2 separate regions of the Mus musculus genome follow, and region 2 is linked to region 1. Evidence: chromatin contacts called from public Hi-C data. All regions are on one chromosome and are shown on one strand. The core of a region is the stretch at or near the end of the contact, and the rest is flanking DNA. Distances in the headings are between cores, read along the strand shown.

What was found. A called contact is a pair of places that touch in the nucleus more often than the background predicts.
Region 2: a Hi-C map of the HPC-7 cell line shows a contact between it and region 1, with 4 times the contacts expected there. The contact joins two enhancer-like sites. A contact is called at or near these places in 2 of 484 Hi-C or Micro-C datasets (the HPC-7 cell line and cortical neurons).

The regions. Positions count from the first base shown.
Region 1 is chr10:84,641,966-84,648,027 of GRCm38.p6, reverse strand. It overlaps Polr3b (polymerase (RNA) III (DNA directed) polypeptide B), which reads right to left. Exons shown (of 28, transcript NM_027423.2): 10 at 1,110-1,232. Among named protein-coding and RNA genes, the nearest start is that of Gm17249, 22 kb to the right of the region's middle. Within about 2 kb of position 2,452, at least 106 of the 459 cell types and tissues checked have an H3K27ac peak or open chromatin away from gene starts, as enhancers often do. A contact at or near this core is called in the HPC-7 cell line, where this site is marked.
Region 2 is chr10:85,200,879-85,206,721 of GRCm38.p6, reverse strand. No RefSeq gene overlaps it. Among named protein-coding and RNA genes, the nearest start is that of Cry1, 19 kb to the right of the region's middle. Within about 2 kb of position 2,046, at least 14 of the 459 cell types and tissues checked have an H3K27ac peak or open chromatin away from gene starts, as enhancers often do. A contact at or near this core is called in the HPC-7 cell line, where this site is marked.

The DNA.
Region 1 (6,062 bases), core at 1,203-3,702:
TTTTTGAGACAGGGTTTCTCTGTATAGCCCTGGCTGTCCTGGAACTCACTATGTAGACCAGGCTAGCCTTGAACTCAGAAATCCGCCTGCCTCTGCCTCCCGAGTGCTGGGATTAAAGGCGAGCGCCACCACGCCCGGCCAAGAAGTATAATGTTTTAAAGCATGTCTATACACAAGGATTTCCCTAACATCATCTTAGAGTCTTGACCTCAGATCCCAAGGGTCTCACCAGGCATATCTGAGGTCAGTGAAGACCCTGAGGTAATAGAAGAAACTATTCTTGAAGCTTTCTCGATCTTACAGCAATTAGGAATTCAGAAAATAGGATAGAGACTGAACAGATACAATTGGAAGTTGGGAGTGAAATGGATACTAAGAGCTAAGGACACAGCTCATTAGAGTGCCTGCTTAGCAGGTACAAAGCCCTGACTCTGGTCCCTGTGGTATTACATGAGAAATGTCTCCCCTCGCGTATCTGAACACTTGGTCCCCAGTTGGTGGTTATGGAACCCTCAAGAAGTCCAGCTATGTTAGAGGAAGTATGTCACTGGGAGGGAGAGGAGGATGTGACAGTGGCTTTGCCCGAATTCCTGCTCTTTTGCCACTTCCTTTGTGTGGACACAAATGTGATCAGGCAGCTTCCTGCTCCTGCTTCCTGCTCCATGCCTTCACTGTCAGACTCTACCTCTCTGGAACTCCAACCAAAACAAAATCTTCTTTCCGTTGTTTTTGGACATGGTGTTTAATCATGGGAACACGCCCCAACAGCACCATCAAAAAGATAGTAAAGAGAAAATGGAACAGGTAAATCTAGATTAACACTGCCAGAGTTTTAAAAGTGTACCATTCCCTGGAATGAACAGGGGAAATGTTGCTTGTTACTGAAGCACGCAAGAAGCCTCCTGCCCTCATAGGCTGACGATGTGCAGTGTGCAGGCCAGCTCATTCCTCCAGTTTACAGAGTGAGTCAAAAGAACATTTGTGCTGCTCTTCTCCTCGGCAGCCTTCCCAATTCCACACCTCCAACGCCTCTGCAGTGGCCGCTTACTGAGATGAACAGCGCTGTGGTTGTCTCAATCCACAGCAAAGGATATCAAGAAAGGACACACCTGCATCTGGGTGAAGATCTGAGCTTTCTGGCACTCCTCCAAGCTGGGCCCAAATGCAGCCATCACGTGCTCCTCTGTTCCAATCATCTGCACGATTTCCTGGTCACTCTCCACACCCATGGCCTAGGAAGGGAAGAAAAGATGGCAGAGTGTTGGCTTTGTGTCTCCTCACTGACATTTGCTTATGCTAATCTGCCATTGTGTGTGGGTATTACTTCTAAGCAAAAGCCAGCTCTTCCCTCAGAAACGGTGCCATCTGGCATCGGCAGCCACGGACCAGGCTGCACGAGAACCTGAAACAGAAACTGCCGTTTGAAAGAGGAAGGCAAACATCCTCAAACATTTTTCTGCATGTGTACAGCCCTCTCAATTTTTTTTGAAATATTCTAAGAGTTTCACCACGAAGAAATGAGGCTGGGAAGTCGAGTGGAGAGGCCTGGTCGTGGCAAGAGCAAATAAAAGCAAGACCCCCAAAGGTAGTGGATCAGAAAAGAACACTGCTGTACCTGAGTGTGACCCCGACTAGTTTTGCTAGATCATCTCTTTCTGAAAACATCAAGTTACTCAGTCACCAAGAGAATTTTCCTAAAGGATGTCTTAGTTCCATATTCTAGAGATACCATATACTACGCAAACTTTAAAGAGATATTTAAAATGTAGAACAAACGTAGCTGGCCTAAGGAACCCTCTTAAGTGTTCTTAGGTGGCAGTGGCCGCACGCCTCTGTAGGTCCCGAGAGGTCCTAGGCCTAATGACTTCTTCAGACACGTGTCTGGAATGCTGCCACGTGCAGACACAGCATAAGCCCACTAAGCTCTCTGGATGCTGTAATGACCTGTTTTTTAGAAGTCAGGGGAAAGTCATGTTTGCATCAACATGTCTTCCTTCGGCTTTGAGAGGAGACTGAACAAGAGGCTGACTGTCTAGTCAGGCTTGTCTTCTCAGTTCTCTCCCACACAAAAGAGAAGGAAGCTGAGTCCCCAGGCCCAATGCAGACCTCCAAGGGCACTGTCCTATAACTACTGAGAGGGTGGCCATCTATCTGGAAGGCGTGACTCCTTAGTCTCCCTGAGGCCGTGCCAACTCTAACACCATCATGTACTTTCTTCTATCACAGGTACAGAGGCAGCAGCGATGGCACTCTTCTAGCTCAAAGTTCTATGATCACACATTTAACCTTGAAAATTCTGAAGACCTGGGGGATGATGCTAACTAAGCTGATATGTCCCTTTTATACCAACTGAGGGGAGTTTGAAAATGTCCCCACGGCCCCTAGCACCAACTCCTCTGATCACAGAGTTCATTTGGTGACTCCCCTCTGTGGGAAGAAGTGACTCAGCTTTGGAAGCCTGGTTTTACAGGCTCTGTCGTTTCCTGCTTGTTCCTGCTGTCAAATCATGAGGGTACACATGAAGAATGTGAGAAGGTTCAGAGGTTAGGAAAAACAACAAAAAACAAAATAAAAAAAAACCCTTCTTCCCATCTTGGCTGTGGCCACTGCCCTGCTCTAACTCAGCAAGAGGACAACAGTTAGACAGACAGACCGATAGCAGAAAGACAGTGTGCCAGAGCCACCCAGCCAAGTAACCCCCACATTGCTGCCCAACAAAACAAGGATGTGCTTTGTAGTTATTTCTGAGTTGGCATCTCCCCTCCTAAAACAAAGAGAGAGGCTGACAAAACTCAGGAAATTGAAGAAACTTCAGGGACTCAGGAAGCTGATGAAGCTTACAAGACTCAGAAAATTGTAGAACATGGCCAGGCGTGTGGTGGCGCATGCCTCTAATCTCAGCACTCAAGTGGCAGAGGCAGGCAGATCTCCTGGATTCCAGGCTGGCATGATCTACACACTGAGTTGTAGATGAGCCAGGGCCAAATAGTAAGACTTTGTCTCGAAAAAAAGCAAAACAAAATGTAAAAACTCAGGAGGTCCTTCTCCACTTACATAAGTCTGAACAAACTGTTGGGGGAGCTCTAAGAACGCAGCTCTTGTGAGCTCTCACCTAGACTGGCACAGCTCTTTTGGCTCTGCAGCCGCCTTGAGTCAGGCATGCTCCTGTAAGGAGCCCCAAGAAACTCGCAAGTTTAGCAAGCTAAACTAAGATGGAACCGTCTCGATGGCCAGATGTTACCCATCTGAGGTTTGTCCATGCTTGTCCACGTCTCCCCAGGGAAAGCCACACAACAGGGTGGCAACTCAGACACAGCTCAGAGAGCGAATGTAAAAGCAGCAGAAATTAAATCCCCTAGTTGAACCTGATTTTATTTGAGACAAACTAGGCGTGGACTCCTAATGCTCCTGCCTCAGCTTCCCGAGTGCTAGGATTATAAGCATGCACTCCCACAAGTGGCTTCACACTTTCCCTTTACAAATAAATTCTGAAGACTCAGATCCCATTTTTATTAATTTCTATAGTCCTTCTATCTCTAACGTGATAAGAAGCATTTATTCAAGTAGCTTATAACAATAAATGTCATTATGTTAAAAACATACACATTCATTAAAGCAGCCTTTTATGATTAATCGGTTAGCAGCTCAAAAAGTGACCAGTTTTAACTTTTTAAACAAAGGAAAAAAAAACAGGCATGCTAACATATGAACCATTAAATAAGTCCACTGGGCTTATATTAGAAGTTTTTACTTCAGTAGCCTCTAAATACAAAGAGATTACAAACTTGATTGCCTACTTTGGTGTTTAACAGGAACAAATTTAATAAAAACAAATCATTTCTCGATCATCATTTAGTTGGCCACTTAAGGTGTCCTGGTGTGGAATGTAAGTGGCAGTTTTTAAATTGTTTATCACTTTGGAGTGGTTTAAAATATATCTAATCAGAATACTTGGGCCTCCACACATGCCTAAGCTGGGAAAGAAACCAGGCCAAGCAATGGTGAACGAGACCATAAGCAGAAAGCATGCGCACCGCCAAAGCTTTCCAGCCAAAGCCTGAGCTCGTCCTATCAAGTCACTGAATCTCGGAGCCCTATCTCAGCAAGGATCACCAAAGGAGCTCCAGCAAAAAGACTGTTTAGCCTTCAGCAGCCATGGCTACAAACAGATGATCGCGTCGCCATGGAAACAAACAAAATGCCCACCCATTTTGCTTTACAGACATAATTTAGGCACCTGAAAAGTAGCATTCCGTGGAACTCTTTGTACTCCTGAAACCTCATCATTCCCACTAATAAATAAGTCAGGAGAAAATGCTGTACAATAATAACCTTAGGGAAAAATGGCCGAGATAATGTTTGTCTGAAAGTCACCAATGGTCACATGGTCAGTTAGAAAGTGGCATGATGGGCTGGTGAGATGGCTCAACAGGTAAGAGCACCAGACTGCTCTTCCAAAGGTCCTGAGTTCAAATCCCAGCAACCACATGGTGGCTCACAACCTTCCGTAATGAGATCTGACTCCCTCTTCTGGTGTGTCTGAAGACAGCTATAGTGTACTTACATATAATAAATAAATAAATCTTAAAAAAAAAAGTAGCATGAAACTGTTCTCAAACATAGACAAAGTATAACTTTTAAAGGTAGGAAAAAGAAAACACTAGTGAGCATGGGAGAATGACTTGAACCTATGGAGAGACACTGATATACACTGTGTAAGGATTCTGATGAAGGCGACTAAGAAATACAGCCAAGCTCTGGTTTTCTGTAAAGTAGCTGAAATTATTTATTGCTAGCAGCAGTCCTGGTAGATAAGGGAACATCGATGACTCCTTTAAATCTGCAGTTGTTTCTCTTTAAAGACAAAAAGCACCCATAGAAGTTGGTATCCTAGAAACAAAGCCTCGCTCCCAAGATCCTTTGGGGCTACAGATGCCACTGCAGTGCCAGTGCTGAAAGCTTGTGACATAAAATGGGAAAGGGGAAGATTCACGGGCAGGAGAACCTAGGCGGTGATTCAGACCCATAAATACGGCTGCTCCAGGCCTCACAAGCCCAAATGGTCAGACTCAGACTCACCAGGGCATCGGGAAACCCTGCCACTTTTGCTGCTTTTAGCCAATTGTTGGTTACAATCGTGTCCTAATGACTGTCAACGGCTGGGTTAGGGCCACACCACACACAAGGGGAAACGACGTGCTTCTCCTAGAGCCCCAGTTTATTTTCCTCAGCTCTGACAAAAGTGGGTAAGGAAGGCTGAGCAAAGAGAAAAGCCTTCTATCCTGGGAACACGTGATTTCATTTGGGCTTCAGAGGTGAGTTTTCTCTTGAAAGATGAGTTACTCAGGACTCAGAGAGGTAGAGAATTCTGCCCAAGATCACATAGCTACTAAGTGGAGAAGCAGAGATTTAGGCTACTCTGTGTGTCTGTAAACTCTCCAGGACCCTGCGCTGCCACCCAGGGAGAGATGTGAGAGGTGATAAAAACACAAGTTTTCAGCAGTGGACTGAACACTCCTGAAGGGGAGACCCAGAGTGACAACTGTATGCGATCAAAAGAAAAGGGGGTTAAATGCTTATCTTAAACGTTAGACACTGCTTGTCCTATCAATTAATAAACACATTTTTGGAAAGTACATTAATAATGACCACATTTCAAAGTCTCAGCATGTGTCTAAGACTGAAAACACCTGAGTTGAAAAAAAAAAAAGAAAAATATACCTAAAATCCTACTTTAGGAAACTGAAAAATAAATTACACACATAAAAATCCCTAACGATGAAGGTGCAGACAGAAGCCATCGTCTACTGTAAGTAAAATACAAATAAGTTGTTACGTTCATTACAAGTCACAAGAAAAAGAGCTGTATAACAGAAACAAGCTTCACCCTTTAGAGCGTCTCTTCATTTTTCAACTGGCTACATCATAAAAACGACAAACTGTTAACTCATAGCCTTTCTTTTTTTTTTAGATAGAATTTAAGTCAGCTATATCTGTTTATATTTTCAACATAAATATTAAACAAATCTGTAACAGGAGAAATTGTTTTATTAAACTTTGGT
Region 2 (5,843 bases), core at 797-3,296, 560 kb before region 1:
ATTAAGTGTGTGTACCACCACACCTGGATTTGGAACCTGCTCTGTCCCAGGCTAGCCTTGAACTCTGAGATCTGCTTACCTGTCTCCTGGAATCAAAAGCAAGCACTACTTTGCCTGAGCCTAAGCTTTTCATGGCCACTATGCCACAAGATCTGGATCACAGATGTGCCCTCTATTTTTGGACTATAGTTTATTCCAAATATAGTCAAGTTGACAACCAGGAATAGCCATCACATATGTGATCATAAATTTGCCTATTATGTTAAAGCACTATATGTTACATAAATAAATTCTCTCTCAGGAAGGTTGAAAACAGAGGAAAGATGGATGTTGTCTGTCTGTGTCTATTTCCCTTAACAAAGCCTTATGCTCCTGAAGAAAACATATGCTGTTCTTTTTCTACTGTTAGATCCTGGCATAAGAGTCAACACACAATGGGTAGAAAATAAATGCTTGAGACATAAATAAGAAAATACAGATGTCAGAAATAATAGCTAAATAATATAATGTCTTTATAAATCCTTAAGACATCCATCCTCTGTGGCTTAGAAAGACGAGCATATAACAAACAATGTTGAACTAACAAGATTAAACTTTGTAGAAAGGTTCTAAATTATTGATGCTATCCTCTGGAAGTCACTGTGTAATGAGCGGGGCTGTTCAAGGGGGATTTGAGGGGCTCTGAGCATGAGCAAAGCTGTGCTAGAAGAAGAAAATCCATATCCACTCATTTGCTCAAATCCTTGGAAATCAGTTCTTAGGCAACTCAGCAGTTCAAATCTGGGAGGGAATCTGCAAGTGAGCCATTAGCGCAATGCTATGCGTGTCCTGGGCATTCATGGTGGGTGATTCACAAGGGGGAATATTCTCCCAAGTAGCTGTAGAAACAGTGTCCACATGCACAGGGTACCAGAGGACACAGGGAAGGAAGATGAGAGTTACACCTTTGGACATCTTTTGGAAATAACCAGGGTGTCAGCTGGGGGCAGGAAGAAGGTCAAGGTACAAGGACCCCTGGAGGGGCCATCAAGTTTGCACAGAACACAGAGTATGTTTCACCTTAATGTGACATTTAGGAGGTTGCAGTTGGCCTTTCTCTTGCAGTAGTTGCCCTTAGTTCCTGCCTAAAAGCCTCCCTTCCCCTTTAATGGCTGTCTCCTCGGAACCACTGTCGAGACACAGTTTGGCATCAGCCACAGTATTTGGAGGAAATCTGTTTGAACATTGGCCTTGACCTCTGAAAGGTCAAGCAGCAGGCCTTTCAGACATCTCAACTTGAATGCCATTTCTAGCATTCCTGCATGGACACAGGATTGATGAGCAAGGGGCCAAGGAGTGACTATTGAATTTAATCAACAGGACCATGTCACTTAACCAAGTAAGGCATGCCATTCTTTGTCATTATTAATAGTTGAGAGATTACTTTCAAATATAAGTAAGCATGTTAGATGTAATTAAGAACAAACAAGACTGATATGCCTTGGATTTTGAATTCCTATTATTCAATTAAAATATAATTTTTGGGTTTTTTTTATTGTTTTGCTTTTATAAGACAGGGTCTTGCTATGTAGACTTATATATAACAGGTCTGGAACTTTCTAAGCAGACCAGACTGGCCTCAAACCCAGATGATATCTGCTTGCTTCTGACTCTGAAGTGCTAGGATTAAAGGCATGTGCCCCCATATCTGGCTTAATTACGTATTTTTAGTGTTCAAGACTAAAATGGCAGAGCAATTAGTAATGACAGTGGGAGTGTTTTTTTATATAAATTATAGTAAGCAATTGCTGATAAGTGGAGATAGCATTAACAAGAAAAGTTCCAGAAGAATACCATACTCATTTTGTTATAAAAAGTTTCACTAACGTAAACAACATGGATTAGAGTCCAATCTAATCTTCACAGAAGCACTGGGGGAGTTAGCAGTCATGAAATTGGCCTTGCAAACGCTTTAGCATTTAGCGACTTCATTCCATTTGCCCTGTGTATCTTCAGTTCTGTTTTCAGGAAGTAATTAGCATGCGGCCTAATGAAGCCAGATTACCCGCTGTAAACAGACCGACAAGAGGCCGCTTTCATCATTTTCTCTCTGCCAGGGAGAAACCACAAGGCAGGCAAGGGATTTTGGAACTGACTTGTCATGTATTCATACAAGATGTTCAAACAAGATGAAATAGCAGCTATTATCTTTTTTTAAAAGGCTTCTCAAATAAGACAGGGCCTCTAATGCAGCACTTTGCAGATTAAAATACCAGCATAGCAGCACTTGCCACCAGCACAGACAGTCTGCACAGAAAGTGGTCCACAGACCAGCATCCGCTGAGAAAACAGCCACACACACTCATTCTTAAGGGAGCTGACATGTCTTATTGCTAATATTCCTGTTGTGCTTTTCCAGGGAAGATGTTAAAGTGTGTGTGTGTGTGTGTGTGTGTGTGTGTGTGTGTGTGTGTGTGTGTTTATGCCAGAAAAGCAAGTTGTAGATGGTAATGCAGAGAAGTGTTATTTGGAAGCTAATTAAACTGGTCCAAAATCACTCTTCTGGTCCCAAGATTTCAAAGGGAATATTTTTCTCGAGCAGAAATTTGAGGCAATAAGTACCTTCAAAACCATTACAAAGAAAATTTGGGAGTCATTTGGTCTCTGCTTCAGGAAAAAAATAGAGTTAGAGAGTATCTTTTTCAAAGTACACAGGGCTTTTTATTTATGAGATTATCTCAAAAAAAATTGTAAGCTAGCTATTAACCAAATCTTTAGTACAAGAGTGAAAAGTCTCGTCTCCCAGACAGAAGGGCGTGTTACTAGCAGTGGCGATATCATCACCCATTCTAAAGTGGCAGACCTTGTCAGTAAGGCTGTCTGGGTCTATTGGAATAACTGAGGCCTTCACCCACATGGTTCAACTTCATCCAGAAGACCAACTTGGGCTTAGTCACATGGTAGTGGTCACGGCAACCCAAAACCAACAAAAGGGAAAGCAAACATTCCCTTAAAACAGCTTCTATCGAGACGTCCTCTGTGGAGATGGGGACGCAGCTCGCTGGATGGAGTGCTTGAATAGCAGGTGTGAAGCCATGGGCTCCTTCCTCAGTAGAGTTTAACCTGGGTAAGGTGCTTCACACCTACGATGCCAGCATTCCAAAGGTAGAGGCAGGAGGATCAGGAATTCCAGGTCATCCCCAGCTATGCAGTGAATTAGAAGCCAGGGTGGACTAGAGACCTTGTCACACACACACACACACACACACACACACACACACACACACATAGACACACCAAAACAAAGACTCCCTTTGACTTTCTCAAATTGTGGATTTGATGAGGCCACTTCCCTGTCATTAGTCAGCTTTTCTCCCCTCCCCTCTCTGTGCTCCCAGGGCTGAAGCCACAACACTTCTGCAGCCCAACCTGGATTTGCATTTAGGTGCTAAGGATTAGAATTCAGGTCCTAAAAGCCTCAAGATGACTATTTTAGCTTATGCGTATGGAGGTTTTGCCCACATGTGTGTCTATGCACCATGTGCATGCCTGACACCTTCAGAAGCCAGAAGAGAATGTCCGCTCCCCTGGCCCTGGAGTGATAGCCACTGATAGTGGTCAGTGGTTAGTCACCATGTCGATGTTGGGAACTGAATCAACCTCAGGCCTCTGCAAAAGGAGCCAGTGATATTCACTGGTAAGCCATCTCTTCAACCCATAATTTTAATTTCCAATCCCCTCATCTCCCACTGGCAAGGTCTTTCTACATAGCCCTGGTTGTCCTGGAATTCACTTTATAGACCAGGCTGGCCTAGAACTCACAGAGACCCACCTGCCTCTGCCTCCTGAGTTCTAGGAATAAAGGTATATTCTACCACACCCAGCTTATAAACTACATTTGATCGGAAAAAAAATCATAAGAACAAAACGTTTCTATTTTTTATGGAAGCCTTCTGGATAGGATGCTACAACCAACATGAGTCCATTACACATAAATGGCTTCTTAGAAAAGGCTGGTCCTCAGGGACCTTCCTGCTCTTAGGAGCTCTCCCTCCTGCTCCAAGTTCCCAGTCTTCCTTCTTGAACCCTCAGATTGCATTGCAAGCAGGGTTCCCCCCTCTTTGCCAATTCTGCTGAAAATGAACACTCTTAGGGAGGAAAGAACTTACAGCCCTCTCTTTTAGCTTGCTGTCTGTGAGAAGGAAAAGGGGCTGGGAAGTGAGTGGTGTGTACAGAGATCACCTTTAAACTTCCGTTCGATGCATTGCAGTGGGGAAATGTAAACTGCAGTCTCTCTTGTAAGCCTCAAGAGATTGATCTTCTTATTCTGTTGATAAATCTAGCAGTACATTCTAAAAAGGGGGGGGGGGGCGCTTGGGTTCATATTCTCAACTCACACAGACTAAAGTCCCTTTGACCAGTCCTGTTTCCAGTTAGTTTATTTAAATCTTCCTTAAAACAGTTTAAATTGCATTCATAAATTTAGCGTTTTCAATTTTCTTCTTTTAAGCACATTAATTACCAATTCGGACAAGCAAAACATCCCCAAGTACTCGCAGGCTAAATTAGATTTATAAATATAATGAATCTCTTAAAGATACCAATACAGTACCCTTTGTGAGACATAAAATCCTCTCATATCTCCTAGCCGTAGACCACAAATCTAAACTGTTTCCCCATTGCTCATTCCAAGTCAAAACCTAAAGATTAATCTCTCAGACACACTCATACATCTCATTTTATAAACACTGTGAACACCACAAATGTGAAATACACACAGATTGTCTCTAGCTTGCTAATGCTCTGTGTTTGCTCTTATGATCTTTCCTACTTATTTTCAAGCCTTCCCAAAGCTAAAGTGTGCGTCTGAGCACTAGAACTAAGAGAATAGGTGGTAAATCTCAAATTGAGTGACTGTTTTTATCCAAGCAAGTAGCAGTTATCTTTTGCCAGAGGCTTTTGGCCCAATGTCAGAAATGAATTCCAAAGTGATTTTATTTTCACCAAAAATTTGACCCGTCCAGCAGGTCCAGTTATTCGAGGGTCTCGAGGGGACCTTCTCCTAAGAACCAAATGCGGGGAGAGAGAGACGGACACCAAGTGCAGGTACGACATGGCGGAAGCAGTCTGAGTAGCATCAAGGTGTCACTGTATTCAGCAAGGCTCAAGGCTTAAATGCACAAGCAAAAGGGGAAGTACTTCTCAGCAGGAGGAATGGGGCAGCGGAAATACACAAGCAAAGGAGGAAGTACTTCTCAGCAGGAGGGATGGGGCAGTGGAAATTTTTCTTTTGGCAGCTACACGGGGAAGCAGGAACTTGGTGGTATCAGGGTGTGGTCAGGACATCTGGCGCTGACTTAGGGCTGGAACATTCTGTGGTTGTTCTCAGAATGGTGCTTCGGTGGCCTGCTTTTGACCCCCTTTTCTTCTCGGGGGGGAGAGGCCCAATTCGGAGATCAAGACAATAGAGTTGTCTTAATAGCTCCCAACAAAAATTAAAAATGATGCATTTGCCCTTTCAGAAAATTAGTCACTCCAACTAGCTAAAATTCCTTCCTGGGAAAGACAAGCAAGGTCTACCCCTCCTTCTCAGGCCCAAATGACAATTGTGTTAGGGTTACTATTGCCACGATAGCATCATGACCAAAAGCAAACTGGCCAGAAAAGATTTATTTGCCTTACACTTCCATATCTCTGTTCATCATTGGAGGAAGTCAGAACAGGAACTCCAGGCGGGCAGCAACCTGGAGGCAGGAGCTGATGCAGAGGAGTGCTACTTACTGGCTTGCTCCATGAGGCTTGTCTAGCCTGCTTTCTTATAGAATCCAGGACCACCAGCCCAGGGATGGCTCCTCCCACAATGG